Linked DNA regions of Dromaius novaehollandiae: region 1 is linked to region 2. Evidence: chromatin contacts called from public Hi-C data. All regions are on one chromosome and are shown on one strand. Each heading gives the region's core, a stretch centred on a gene start, on an enhancer-like site or on the middle of the called end of the contact. The rest is flanking DNA. Distances are from core to core; before and after follow the strand shown.

What was found. A called contact is a pair of places that touch in the nucleus more often than the background predicts.
Region 1: a Hi-C map of liver shows a contact between it and region 2, with 4 times the contacts expected there. The contact joins the promoter of HECTD2 here to the enhancer-like site in region 2. A contact is called at or near these places in 2 of 4 Hi-C or Micro-C datasets (brain and liver).

Annotation. Positions count from the first base shown.
Region 1 is chr6:29,353,160-29,360,527 of bDroNov1.hap1, forward strand. HECTD2 (HECT domain E3 ubiquitin protein ligase 2) reads left to right here and starts at 1,574. Exons shown (of 21, transcript XM_064514033.1): 1 at 1,574-2,215. The coding sequence starts at 1,994.
Region 2 is chr6:29,142,237-29,149,755 of bDroNov1.hap1, forward strand. RPP30 (ribonuclease P/MRP subunit p30) reads left to right here. Exons shown (of 12, transcript XM_026094124.2): 5 at 509-583; 6 at 1,064-1,135; 7 at 6,858-6,947. Among named protein-coding and RNA genes, the nearest start is that of RPP30, 5.9 kb to the left of the region's middle. Within about 2 kb of position 5,060, at least 1 of the 2 cell types and tissues checked has open chromatin away from gene starts, as enhancers often do.

The DNA of each region.
Region 1 (7,368 bases), core at 324-2,823, 210 kb after region 2:
AACATTGTTCAATATTTCTATGCACAGTAAAAAGTGATGTCTTTAATGTCACATTAGCTTTTGTGCAATAATTTTGGTAGAAAGCTATTTCAATGTTTTTGAAGCTATCAAAAACCAAGCTTTACAGCTCAATGGAACAGAAAAAAAAGCTGTTACAAATTCATTTGCATACTTCCCTACCTGCATTTCTATTTCCCTCTGCTCCATCTCTCTCTGTGCAGGCTCATGGGAGTAAATCCTTCAATGTTTTAAGTTGGCATAGCTCCACAAAACAGCTGTGCCAATTGCTTCCAGTTGAGGACTGCCACTGGGTGTATAGCTGTTTGTACCCAAGTCATTGCAATTACTATCATTATGTTATAACTTGGCAAGGAAAGGAAAAAGATGTGTGAATGTTTGGGGGGGCTTTGCTTAACTGCGATGGGCTGCTTATTCATGCCAACCACCGAGAGCAACTGGGAAGCAAACACAGCGAGAACAAGCGAGCTTTTTGGAAAACCAGCTCTCAAATTTAACTTGGTGAGCAGACAAAGGGATTTCTTAATGAAACCTAATACACTTCAGGTCTGCCAGTTCCTTCAGAAAGGCAAAGCATTTTTCAGCGCGCGAGCTTACCGCTGCAGTATCTTTTGTGCCCTTGCTTTCACGCAGCTCATGGAGACCTTTACCCCCACAGCTCCAGCCCGCAGGAGCTGCTTGATTAATGGCAATACTGAGAAAAACTGTAACACGGTTTTTCTCCATCTGAAAAGCTGCAGGAAAAGATTTCTTACAGGCGGCATACCACTCCATCCGCACTTTGATCGTGAAGCTTGGAGGGAGGACTCTAGCCATCAAATGAGAGTGGGCCGAGAGCAACTATAATTTCGGCTACAGCTAATGCTTTCAAGGACCTAAATTTTATGTTGCCTAGCGTATACCAAACACGATGCCCCTCTCACTTAGGAGGATTCCCCATACCTTTACCCACGCACACAAGCGCCGTATTGTGCGCAGTCCAACACGGCATGTGTCCCGAGGACAAATTAACCTCGCTCACAGCGCAAGGGCTCCTGAGCCAAGGCTCGGGGAAGGCGCCAGCATCTCGGACCTCCGGAGCTTTGCCAAACGAACCGAGCGGACTGGCCGTCAACAGGCCGTCGTTTTCCGCGCCGGTTTTCCCCGACAAAACACAGATGCAACCTGAGCTTTTACACTCAATTTCTCCATTCTGATCATAAGGCAACTTAAAGAGCGTGATTTGAATGCAGGATCGAGGCGAGGAACGGGGCAGACGGAGGCACAGCAACACCGTCCCGGTTCCCCTCAGGCCTCCCAGGCCCAGTTGGGATTTTTGCGGCTCTCGCCGCCGCCGCCGCCGCCCTTGGGCGGCCCCTGCCGGCGGGGCGCGGAACCGCCGCGGGTCGCCCTGCGCTGCGGGCTGGCGGCGGGAGCCCGCGGGACGCGGCCGCCGCCCTGCGCAGGGGCCTCTCGGCGCCGCGGAGACGGGCGGGGGGCCGCGCGGCTGCGCAGAGCGCCGGGGCAGCCCCGCGCCCCTCCGCCCGGCGCTACGGCGTTTCCGTAGCGGTGTCCTCCGCTGCCCCCGCGCGGCGCCCCCGGTCGCCAAGCGCGTTTCCATGAGCCGCCTATAAACAACATGGCGGCGGCAGCGGCCCCTGCGGCTGCCCCCGGGCTGTAGGTGGCGCGGCGGTCGAGGGGGCGCCGCGGGCGGGCGGGGAGGCCGGCGGCCCCGGCCGCTCCGCTGCGCGCTGCTGCGGCCCCGCGCTCCCCCTCCTCGCCGGGCACGGCGGGGGCGGCCGGGCCGCGCTCCGCCCCGCCGTGCGGGGGTGTCTGAGCGCCCGGGAGCGGCCCCGCTGCTGCAGTGCCGCGGCGGCCCCGCACGGAGCGGAGCGGAGGGGCGCGGCGCGGCGCGGCGGCCGCGGGGCTGCTCGCAGCGGGCTGGAGCGCTGAGGGGCGGCGAGGGCAGAGGCGCGGGGCGGCCGGGAGCGGGGCCATGTCGCTGCAGAGCCCGCCCGCGGCCGCGGCTGCCGCCGACCCGCCGAGCCCGGCGCTGCCGCCGGGCACCGAGCTGAGCCGCGGCGGCGCGGATCCCCCCGCGGCCGAGGAGGTCGGCGAGGGCGAGGAAGAAGAGGAGGAGGAGGAAGAAGAAGGGGAGAAGGAGAAGGAGAGGGAGAAGCTGCCGCCCATCCAGGCGGCGTCCAGCGCGGCGGCCGGGGTAGGTCGGGGCCGGGGCCGCCTCTGCCTCCCCCCGGGAGGCCGCGGAGGGGCAGCGCCGCCGCCAGCGGAGACTTTGCTTCAAGTCTCGCTCTAACGTGCCCTACCTGCGGCTCTGCCCTGGTTTTTTCTTTTTTCTTCTTTTTTTTTTTAAGAAGAGGCATCATTTTCGTTTAATGTTCTTTTCCTCCGGGTGGCTTTCATTCAAGTTTCTTAAAAATAACAAGTGCATCTGCAAGCAGTGACATAATGAAGCTATAAATTCTCAGTCTACTTATAGTTCTTTAACATTTTACGGCGGTCTGTCCTTCTGGGTTAGTCATGACTGGGGATTTGCAGCGCTGTGAGTATTTGTGAAGCCTCTGGGGGTGGAGGGGTTCAGCTTGTAATGTGCTTATGGCAAAGGAGCCAGCTGGAAAATACTTCTTTACGTTTTTCTTTTTCCTGAAAGGTCTTTTTCGTTTTTAAGTTGTGTTAAAGGAAAGATGACAAAACATTTCGATAGCTGCTGTACGAATTAGCTCAGGTGAAAACTGTGCAAAAGAAATTTGCCAGAAAAATTCCGTTTCTTAAACCTTATTTGAGAATTTTTTTAAATCTTACTAGAGTCAAAATTTACTTTCTGCTGACTACACGATATTATGAAATATAAAATTTTCCTGGCGTAAGGTGCATTTTTTTCATAAAAAAAGCTCAAGCTTACCATAGCTTACTTTAACCTAACAGAGCAATGAAAATTTTACTGATCCTATAGTAATACAGTTATGAGCTTTTAGTTCAATAGTTCTGATTAATATCTGAGTGATTAGAAATTATCACTTTATACAACTTGACTTTAAGAAATTGTGTCCAGTGTTTATGACTGTCCTGAAATAGCTGTAATGTTAAACCAAGTAACTGTGGGCAAACTGCTTTGCCCAGTTCTGCCCCTGTGTTTTGCCTACGACATCCCGATCTCCCGAAAGACTTTCAGCTTTGTAAGTCATTCTGAATTTAGAGGAAATATTCCCTTTATTTGTTCTTGGGATTCAAGTAAAGTGTTGGAGGAGAGTTTCAGGGGTCTGCAGTGGACAAGTACCCAGGGATCATTTACACCTTTGAAAAATCTCAGCTTCAGACTCTGTTAGGCAAATACTAGTCCCTTAAATTTTAGGTATGAGTGCTGGTCTAAAATGTGTCGGGCTAATGACAAATGTGTGTAATCAGGGAGCAATGAGGAATTCATCCTAATGAATCAAGAGAGCAAACTTAGCTGTAAGCTGGATATCCTTCACGTGTCTCCAAACTGCTGCCCGCTGGACATGAGTTGTCCAAGTTGACCTGCTAGAGGAGCTCGGATCTGGCTAGGTGTGATTGCTTGTCAAGTGCACGTGAGCTTTCGAAGTTACAAGTTGAGATGCATACAGGTTTTAATAGTGTATCGTGGAGAGAGGAGTTTTGTGGAAAGATGTGATAGATATTCCCATAGTGCTGTGTTCCTTTGTGTGTGGCAGGAAGAAATTTTGATCCAAATATACCAAGTAGGGAATGCACATACCTTTTGCAAGATCTTTATAAGTTGCTGTAAAGAAGCTATTGGACTGCTGGTCTGCTGAACCTTAGTTCTGACCAACACAAGCATCTGATTCCAAGTATTTATAAAATATGTTGCTAGATTTGTATTTTAAAATCACAGAACGATTTTAATACAAGTTCTTGTATTAAAAGCTCTGTTTGAACATCAAAAATGAGTGTTACTTAATCAGATGCTCTAAAATCCTTTTAAAATAAAATATATTCTCTGCTGCATCCTCATTAAACTGGAGAAAAAATCGTAAATTTGATACGATGACTAATGGAAAAAATTATTGTCTTTTTTAAAATATTCTTTGCATATTCATGGTTTTCCCATTATAATTCCCTTCCCTTAAAAACAAACACCTGATGCAAGTACTAAAATACTCCTGGTGACCTTAATTTTCTCACTGTCTCTGTCTATTTTGTCTGTATTCGTAGCCACTGTATGGCGACTTACCTTGTAGTCTCTATATGAGCAGTGAGCCTCAGATATTCTTGTCTCAGAACATCTCCCGGTTTCTTTGTGAAATTGGTATTTTCTCTAATGCACTAATGACCCACCGCAGGTTGGCACGGCATAGCATGGCATTCCCAGGAGGCCATGCAAAGGTGTGACACATCCTTGGAAACCAGGTTCCAGGTGCCACCATAGCTGTGGAGAAGGTCAGAATTTGAGTAAGTCAATAGGTAACAGCAGTATCCTTCTCATAGGAGCATGTGTATGAAAGGTGCCACATCTCGAGTCTAAGCTGGTAGCAAGGAGGAATAAAGGGTTTATATGACTATTGGTATTGCCATTTGCGTTGTGCTGCTTGCTAGCTGAGGACCACGGGGCACCATGGGAGAAGGATTACATCTTATTGCTATTGTTTCTCAGAGAAGTAGCGGAGATTATATTACTTCATTTAGTTCAGACTTTTCTTATGGGTCAAGTGGTGATAAAAACCAATGTGTTAGGGATGGTGGATGTCGGTATTCAGATTCTGAAAAGAAATCCATAGGAAGTTAAGCTGGCCATATAGTAAGCAGAAACAAGTGGGAACACAAAGCGAACATAATCCTGTGTTAAACTTTTCAAGACTTAAATGAAAAGGAATATTGTACTTAGCAAGTAGGCTGTTGCACTGACAGCTGCTTTCACGTGGTTTGAGTGTCCTGCATGTCACGTGCATAGAGAGGAGAGCCTTCTGCTCTTCCCTGGCCTTTGCTTGCCATGTGCCGATGGGTCTTGAGCAAGTGATACCAGAGCTAAAGCGGAGGATTTTCAAGAAACTCTTCTACATGGTCTCTTTTTTTCTTTTCCCTCTTCCCAGAAAGTAGTCTCTACTTGTTCTTCACAAACCATTTGACTTTTTTTCATTGTCTGGTTAAATTTCAGTAATGGCAAGCATAAATCTATGAAGTATAAAGCTAGTACTTCTCCAGCCTTGTGGAAGGCTTACTGATTTTGAAAACTTTCTCTAAGAAGCAAGAAGTGTTATGAGTTATTAATATGCTCTTAAGAAAGAGGATTAAAGATGACTTTGATCCACTTACTTCCTTAAGCATACCCCTCCTTTATGTGGGGGTGCATTTTTTGTGATGGCAGTATGTGAGTCAGGCTCTAGAGGCTGACTGACCTCCTACAAAGTTTTTCAAGTATGACGTGGTGCTGTACGCTTGTCCTAGATTACTCTCCCAGGAGACGTCAGAGATCCTCACTAATGAGCATGTAGTTTCCTGGTTTTCCTCCAGGGCTTTTTCCGGTAAAGCCCGTTTCCATATGTCCATTTAAAAAGTGCTGGAATTGCACTTGGAGCAGGATGATGCAGTTAAGTGGTATGTGTAAGTTTTGGGGGTTTTGATCATTTCTCTGGGAGGTGGCATTGAGAAGAACCTGTTTAAATGCCTGTACAACTATACTATTGCAATGGCAAGACTGGTGTAAAATGTAGAAAGCTGTGGAAAGGTTATGTCGGTAAAAAAGGCTGTCATAATAGCCTGCTTCATAAAAGCTGCTTCTTTGAATTATGTATGAAGGCTCAAGAAAGTCTTCTACCTAGAGCATATGTTTTGTGGCACAGCAGATAAACGTCAGATCTGGGTTTGCTTTGAGGTCCCTCTTTGGCTGATCACGTCTTGCTATGTTTGTTCAATGTTTGTTCTGGGGTTTTTTTTTTGCCAAGTGCCAGAAGAAACTGTATTTCAGATGTTGTAGAACAGGAAATAATAATAATGGGAATTAATTCTATTTTATTTTTGAATATTTGTTGCATACAAGGAATTTTAAGATAGAAATTGAAACTCAGTAGTTTTAAAGCCAGAAGTCCTGCTGATTGTTCAGATTTGCTATTTGCTGAGTTGTAAGCCATGGGAAAATGACTGTTTATGCCATAGTTATTTAAAATTCCTGGCAGCGTACCAGCGTGCACGCTGGAGCATGGCAGGTTTATGGGCTGTACTACCCTTCTGGTGGTATTTCAGGATGTTGTGGTGGAAGTGAAGTACTTTCCACAGAACTCTGGCTATGTGTCTTGGTCAAAACTTACTCCCTTGAAAGGAAGGAGAAATGCATGTTTTTAAAAAAATTGATAGGATAATGTGCTTATTTTAGAACGTCTGTTCTGGTTTGGGGAATTCCACTTTTGATTGTGGGGAATCTCTCCAGTCTTACAGAAACAGTCTTCTTCCCCCCCCAGCTGTGAGAGCACAGGTGTTGGATATCAAGCGAAGTAATTGTTAGGTTAATGGGAGGATGAAAACTTGATGTGCAAAAAGGCAGTATATATGGTCTCTGCAGTGTCTGCCTCTGTCGGATGTCATCTGATCATTTGGAGCCGAGGTGTAAACTCAAATCTCTATCATCTTGGACAAGCCCCTTAACTCACCTATGCTTTGTAAATTCTCTGTAGTAAATAAACACGTTTAATAGCACAAGTGACTGGGGCAATCCCGTGAGCGCTCTGCTGTGTTACCTCACCGCTGTTCACTGTTAAATCAGATTAGCACTTGACATGTATTAGCAAGGGTTCGTGCAGACTCCTTGGTGGCAGCACATGCAGATATTCAAGCAGGGTTTTTTAATGCTGTGTCAACAAGTGAGTGTTGGCTGGCCTTTCTTCAGTGGCAGCTAATGCTGAAACTATTGAATCATTAGAGCTTTTTATCCAGTTTGGCATTATCTAGAGTTCATTAGCAAGTAGCTCATAAAATTCTCAGGTACGCATTTCAAATCTCAGGGAGTTTGTCTCAACTACTTCAGCACATCAGGGATGTTTTGAAAAAGGAATATGAGACACTTTCATCTTCAACTGAAATGGTTGCAGTAAGGAATGTAAGGGAGTTTGAATTATGGAAAATTAGGATATTGTTGCAAATATTCAAATTGTATTGTGTCCTGCTCACAGTTATCTAGAGATGTCTTTACATACTGTAAATTAATACATGAGTTTTTGAACGTAAGAGAAATGGAAAGGAATTTTATGGTGTCTTTCATGATTGAATTTGGAACAAACTTGCTGAAACATTGTTTAAGTCTTATTTAAATACTACCACTCTTATTTCAAGATAAGCTATTTAAGTGTTCTGTATAATACCTCATGAGTAAGATTACTCTTG
Region 2 (7,519 bases), core at 3,810-6,309:
AGAAATGATTTAAAAAGTTGCTTTGTGTGAATTTTGAAGCTTCTTGCAGTTGAATAATTATAGTGTAATGCTTGAAATTAAAGAGCCTGAGTTTTGGAAATGACTTCCTGGATTTACTGGAACAAGATTTTGACATAATGAACCAAGACTATATTTCAAATCACTGATGTGTTAATTCAGGAGTTACTTTTGCTCACACTTGGGGCCTGCTTGGAGAGCCATAGCAGTATTAACAAAACATGATCTTTTTTTTTTTTTTCTGTTTAGCATTTCTTTCACTTCACTCTTTCTCAAAGAAACACAGTAAATCATTCTTTCTGAAGGGCAGATTTGGTACTGAACAGATCAATATAAAACAAAAAATAAAGTGTAACTATAGACTTGTAGAAAATTAGTATAGGCAAGAGTATGAGTGAAGTACCATTTTCTTTTTAGAGCAGACAGGATGAATTTCACCAGAAATTTTTGCTTTGCAGCTTTTAAAGTCTGTGTTATTTCTTCCTTGTAGGGGACATCTAAACGAATTAAAGTCTTAAACCGGCTAACGCTTGTCGTTTCTGATCCTTCCCACTGTAATCTCTTGGTAAGTATATTCAGTGTATTAATTTTCCGAGTTTTATTTCCTCTCCCCAATGAAAGAATGAAATTTTGGAAATTTTGTAGGGGAGAAGTTCATGGATTTCACAGGACGCTCAGCACTCATTTTCTCAGATTGCATCTTTAGAAAGTAATGTGATCATGAGGAGATGCAGACACGAATCTAGAATTCTTGAGGAAGACACCATGAGCAAGCCCTGTAATTATTTTTATGTTTTAGTGCTACATTACTAAGGCAAAAGGTGGAATTGCTTAACTAGGTGGATGGGAAAAGCCTCAAAATGACCTCTGCTCACAGCAGAGACCTACTACGTAAAATTGTTAGGCTCGTTGGATGATTATTGGCTTTGTTTTAATACTAGAAAATAGAGAAGGGGGGTTCCTCTCATTATTTTGGTAGTAATCATTGTGCATATCCTTGGTATCTGCCAGAAGTCAAAGTACTAATTGCTTCTTCCTTTTGTAGCGATCAACATCTACAAATATAAGGTTATATGACCTCATAGCAGTATTTCCTAAGACTGAGAAACTGTTCCATGTAAGTAGAATCCTCTTTCTTTTCTTATTGGTAATGCCAGTGCTATAATAATGTTAAGTGCTTTGGGCTAGTCCAAGTACATGTTTTGTTTTGATTTCATTTCCCATTTTATACAGGCCTGCATGTCATGGGGCTAATTAAACAACGTTGGCTACCTGGTCAGTTCACAAACTGAAAAATTTGGGAGGGACTGCAACAGGGCACAAGGCCTCGAGGTGACTTGTTAAAATCTGAAACATCTACCTGGACATTGGAGTTGTATGCACTTCCTCTGTGGTGTCCTTTGTCTTGTATTGTAACTGATAGCAAGCATAAAACATCAACTTTTTGATATTATCAGCATTTAGAAAACTTCTGTCTTGAACTGTTTAACTTTCCAACCTCTGACAGCTTCCCCAAAACATGTTTGCTGTCTTCGGCTAGCACTGTTTGTTTCTGCTCTCTGAAATGCCAGGGAAAGTGGGAAAATCTAAAAGCAGAACTGAAGAGGTGCTGAGATTTACCCTCTTTCTTTTCCAGTCTTAGGTCTTCTCTTGGAAGTTCATACAATTGAGAAGCTGATCTTTCTTATTTCTTTATCCTTTCTTTTTATTACTCTATTTTAAATCAAAAGAGGAGCAAGAGATAATGAAACACAGAGCTAGCACCAGTTGTTATAGCATCACATGAGCAGATAAAATTTCTAAAACTAAGCATGCCTGATCAAACACAACAGTCTTTGCTCTGTTGCCAGACTGGGATTTCTGTTTTTGTTTTGAGTATTTCGGACACTCAAGCTGAGTGAGAAAAACTTGACTTGTATAACTTCATTATGTGTCTGTTACTTTGCCTGCCAAGCAAAGCACTGAAGCTGCACAAAAGTAGAGCAGCCTTGGGGAAATATGTGAAGGGGAGATGATCGTTTTCCTCATCCGGATTTTATCCTGGCAGTTCAGAGGAAACCTTCAACTGAAAACTATCTCCAAAACATTTGCGAGTCTTTGAATGTATTGCTTTATCAGTCTTACCAAACAGATGCTGGGTTATGTAGCAGTGGAAGTGCTCCAAGTGTGCTGGTGAGAGAAAACTGTGAACGTGAATCACTCTCAAATCCTTAATTAGGACTTATCTGTGACACTTAGCCCAAGGTCATTGTTTCTCCTATTGGTTTACATCAATAGAAATGCATATATTTTGAACAAAAAACCCAGTACTCTTATCACTTCTATGATCTTAGAAAAACTAACTGTTAAAGTGTGTTTGACCACAAACTAGTTTGGTCCAGTTCTGGTGTTTGACTGAAGAAGTATTATGCATCTACTGTTTGGAGCTGATACCTAAATCTAATCACGTGCAGTAATTCTTCAGTGGCTACTAGCAGCACCGGGCATCATATTGTCTTCTAACTTTTATGCACAGCTGCTTTATCTTGAATAGATCCTTCCTGCCAGAAAAAGATTCCTAGTTTTAAAGCGCTGTCCAGGGGAGAAGGATCACAACTCAGCTTGCTGGGTGATAGGTGTTCACTATTTCCCTGTCTCTTTCATATTTTTAATTAAACTATTCCTGCAAACTCAGAAACAGTTGGTGCGGGTGATTTGATCAAGCTGAGCATCTGAAGCAAGTCAGCTTTTTGTCAAAATGTTTTTCTTACAAAAAATAAAACTGTAACATGTCTGACCTATTGCAAGCTCATAAATCATCTTATTAACTCTGATTTGAAAGTAGGTGGAAGCGTCCCACCTCTGTTAGCCTTGGCAGGCAGCAAGCCGACTTGCAGTTTAAAGCAGTCTGAAGTAGGCACTGGGATACTAAAAGCAAATATGAATCTCTTTGGAGGAATGCCAGAACTTACTTTCAAAGAGAGCTTGTCAGTATTAAACTGAGTCTGGTTTTTAAAAGGAGTTAAAGCTACTTTCTAATACTGCTGAGTATCTGTTTTGACATATTAAAATCATATTCCCCTGTTTTGTTTTTCTAAACTACTTCCTTTCCTCTTTGAAGAATTCATCCAAGTAAGGACTTGTCAAAATAACATACAAAGCCAGAGGCTGTATAAGAAGGGGAACTTTTAAGAATCTTTCAGCATAGGGATTTGGGCATTAATTAGAACAATTACAGCATAACAAAACTAATTTCTTACTTGTAACATTGTAAGATTTTTGGGACTCTTGGGGGTTTGAAAGGCTCAAAACAATTTTGAAAGAGGCTTTCCACAGCCACTCTCAAGATTTTTCTTTTGGGCTCTGGCAACAATGTGAAATTAAGGTTGTGGATTCATGTGCAGCTGAACTGACTGAGTAACTTGAATGAGGGAGACTGACAAAGAAGGGCAGGAAGAAGCTACTCATTGGCTTCTTGCTCAACTCACCTAAGTGAGTTCAGTCAGTTTGTCATGTGTTTAACAAGCACCTGAAGCCAGTTCAAGGTGAACAGCAGGAGCATGCTGGCAGGTTTGGGGGAGTGGCAGTGGTTCTCATTTAAGGGTGGGTGTCTTTTATTTTCAAGCCATATTGTGAGTTCTGCTGCTGTGGTTAGATGTTCAGCTGCCCCGGTGTTTAAGCTGGCATATTCGCTACCGTCAGCCACTCACTCCTGCATGTCCCGGTGTGCTCTGCTGGTGCAGCTATTTGCTCAGCTGCATGGCGGTTTGGTTTGAGGAACTGCCTTTCAGCTGAAAAGTAACCATAGTCTGCCAAGTTTCAGAGAGATCTGCTCTCCCGTTCTGACTCACCATTCAGCCACACACAGAGTTGTTCCAGCACAAAGAAGAGGATGGCTGTGCTCTGGGCGCTCTGGTGCAGATAGCGACTGCTTAAGTTGACGTTCTCACAGGTGACAGACATGTCAGGAAGGAAGCCGGGTTGTCCACAAAACATATTCATTTCCTCCATGCTGGCAACACTTTAATTTGGGGAGGAAACCCAAGCATGTTTCTTGCAAACTGCACAAGGCGAAAGACTTTGTTGCATGCTCAAATTTGGAGCAGATTTGTATGTCTGACTTTTGTTTAAAGCTTCTAGATTTTCTAAGCCTCTGCAGAGAACTGTGTTAAGTTTTTAGAGGTATCAATGGGAAGAATCTGAATCGCACAGATGACATCACACATAAGAATCTCAGTATATACTTCTTGCTTTTATAATTCATGGATCTTCTGATGTTAAGGATAAAGCCTTCCGGGGTGGATCTTGCATCACAAATTACCTGTGTATTTTAAAATTGTGTATTAGTAACTCAGCCTTACCTAAAGAGCATCTGCTTTCTCACCAACAACTTTGCACTTGAATTATTCTCCACAAAACAGGATTTTTCATGTGTTTGTGAAAAAAATGTATGACCACTGGAGATGTGCTCTAATTTTAGCATGGCCTAAAAAATTCTGTGCCCTCTCGTCATGAGCCAGGGAAGCTTTCCTGTGACTGAGAGTGGCAGCATTGGGTACTGAAAGATGTGCTCAGATTCTCCAAATAATTTGTATACTCAGGAGTATGATGAAGCTCTGGTTGCCACGATACTTGTAGAGCAGCTTCTTCTCCCAGGAGGGTTGTTTTGGTCTGCAACTGGAATGCCCCCTCTGTGCCCAGTATTAAGATCAGTGCCTGCTGCTTTTAAAAAATTTTACTCTCTAAGATTTCTAACTGTTCTGATCATTGTAGGTAGTTATGCCTGCTCTTCATAGACAGTTAGCAGATCACCACGATCTACAAAAACTTGCTTATATAAGTCTGAGGATGTACTGCAAAGCCAGATTTCTATGTTTACCCATAAATAGTTTGCCAAAGCAAACCCAGCTGTCTTCAGCCTGTCCAAGCGCTAGCCAATTTATTTCTGGCTGTCTGCAGTTTCCACCAGATGGGGCTCTTGCCTGCAGTGAAGCCAAAGACAAGCGCTGCTGTGTGCGGCTGCTGGATATCGTTTTCGGTATAAAGTTGTTGCCCTTCAGAGCCTTTCAGCAGGCTGGGTAACCTGCCTGTGTGTGTCAGACTTGCCCAGGAGCCAAAGCTAGGCTGAGCCCTGGAGCGTTTGGAGAAATCTCCTCTCCAGCTTCCTTGCAGTTCAGGAATTCCCCCGTATGGGGAGGTATGACTCTTTAATTTTGTTTTTCTTTAGTGGTGTTTTCTGAAATGTTCTTGTCACTGGAATCCTGTAGATAACTGGCATTTGGGTCGCTCCCTTCCCACTGTGGTTAATTTGCAAAATGGAAAAGAGTTTTCCAGCATTTCTGGACCTGATTAGGAAGGCTCAATTTTCTCATGACACAGTGTGGCTTGTGTGCTCCTGGTTTGTATTCTTGTTTTCCTTCATTTTGGGGCTTTTTCTGTGTTTCCTGTGGCCTCACCAGCATCTTTTCTAGGACATGACTCAGAGCTGTCTGCTTTGTGCGTGTTCCTGTGAATCACCTCTGTCCAGATGGTAGGTTGTACTGCACATAAGCAAAGGAACTGAACTGGCTACAGTTGGGCCAAACTTGCCTCAGGTTAGACTTGCATTTAGAATAGATTCAAACAGTGCCCCATCTAACAGAGTTGGTAAAGGTAAGGCATGAAAATAAAGTTTAGTTTGAATGGCCCAGTAGAGTCAGTTTTACATCAATAATCTTGTGGTTTGCTGTGTCTGAATTTGCCACATATGGGCTGTGGGCCTCTCATCTAGGTGGGAATGCTATCAACAGCACAGAAACATTCCCAAAGCTGGGCCTCTGCTCTCATCTTCCTCCGAATTTCTTGTGAACAAACTGGTGAAAGACTAGTTTGCAAAGCTGTAGCTGGCCCTGCGTTAGAGCACACCCAGGCCTTGGATTGCCCTGCAACCCCGTCTGCTTTCACGCTGGCGCGGAAGGGATGAATGGTTGGCAGCTGGCCCAGGTGCATTTGGAGCAGTTGCTGGCAGGTTTCTGAGTGCAGAGTTCCCCTACGAATAGAAAATTCCTTTTGAACATCTCCAGCCCACTTTATCTTCTTTGTTACTCTGCTGCTTATAGAAATTAATCTGGTCCTGTGTAATCATCTTTACAGGGTAGGCATATATAATTCCTACAAGTCTTGTGTGCATGAGATTATATGTAAATTAAGGGCTCCCTTTTGTGTGCACTTAATTTTCTCTGTGTGTCAGTGTGAAGATTCTCCACCCTTTGTTCATTCCTTCTTTCTTTCAATAGAGGGTGTAAATTGTGGGGTGAATTCAAAGCAAAGCTTTCAGACTGTGACCTCAGGTGCACAGCTTGAGACTCCTCTAGAGACCTGGCTTTCAGGAAGGGTTGTGCATTCCCCCCACCCCAGAGAGTGAGGCCTCATGAATTGCCCTCCAGTGTGGGGCCTGTGGCACCACTGGAATTGGAGAATGGTAAGGGACAGTTCCCAGACTCTTCCTTTTGTAAATAGGGGTTGTCCTTCATTAGTCATGGGTTAGTTTCCCAAAAGCCAGCATTGCTTTTGCATGTCCTATATCAGGTAAGAACAAAGCAGTAAGTCTTGCCTTTAAGTTGGTGATTATTTTATTGGAAAAGTAGTTCCGTAAATGAGGGAAGGTTTAGGTTTTAAATGCTCCGTACACTCAAACCGTGCAGCTGTAGCTCTGCTCTTTTATTGGCATACCTGCAAAACATATAGTACCTCTTTGTTTTACAACTGGACTCACCCTGGAGAGACATTTCCTGCATTAAGAAATTAAGGATATCAGTGCACCTAAAGTTGCTTGCACATTTTTGGCATATTAATAATCTGCTTGTGTTTCTTTGCTGTAGATTGCTTGCACAACTCTAGATGTGGATCTGGTATGCATAAATGTAACAGAAAAGCTGCCGTTCTACTTCCGAAGGCCCCCTGTGAATGTGGTAAATTTATATCTAAATAGTTTTCTTGCTGTTAAATTCTGTATTTAATGTCAGTCTGAGCTGAATTCACTACAATTTCCCTCCCACCATTTCCATCCAAGTGGTTCTTGTATTTTCTTGCATAATGTCTAGTATTGTTTTAAGGTGTCCTTCACTTCAAGGCCTCCACTGCCGCATTTAACATGCAATGGTATGTGTTCTTTCTCTTTCTCCTTCTTATCCCCCACTTAGGAAGGCAAAAGTGGTATTCCAGGGAATGGGAACAGAGCCTTCAGGCCACTGCTGTGCTAAGCAGTGAGATTTGGTGTGGCTGCTGACCAAGCTACCTCCCAAACCAGAAGTGATGTAGCTGTGTCAAAATAGATAAATAGCCCTGCTATTTGAAAGACAGGAGAACATGAATGATGGTGTTAATTTAAGAAAAGGATGTTGTGCCAGTTATTTGGAGAACAACTGTATTGAATCCGTACTTAGACAAAAGAATGTCTTGGGAAATGAACCGAATTTGGAATCGCTAAATATTTGCTATGGTGCACAAGTTGATTTTTAAAATAGTACATCAGCTGTAGATC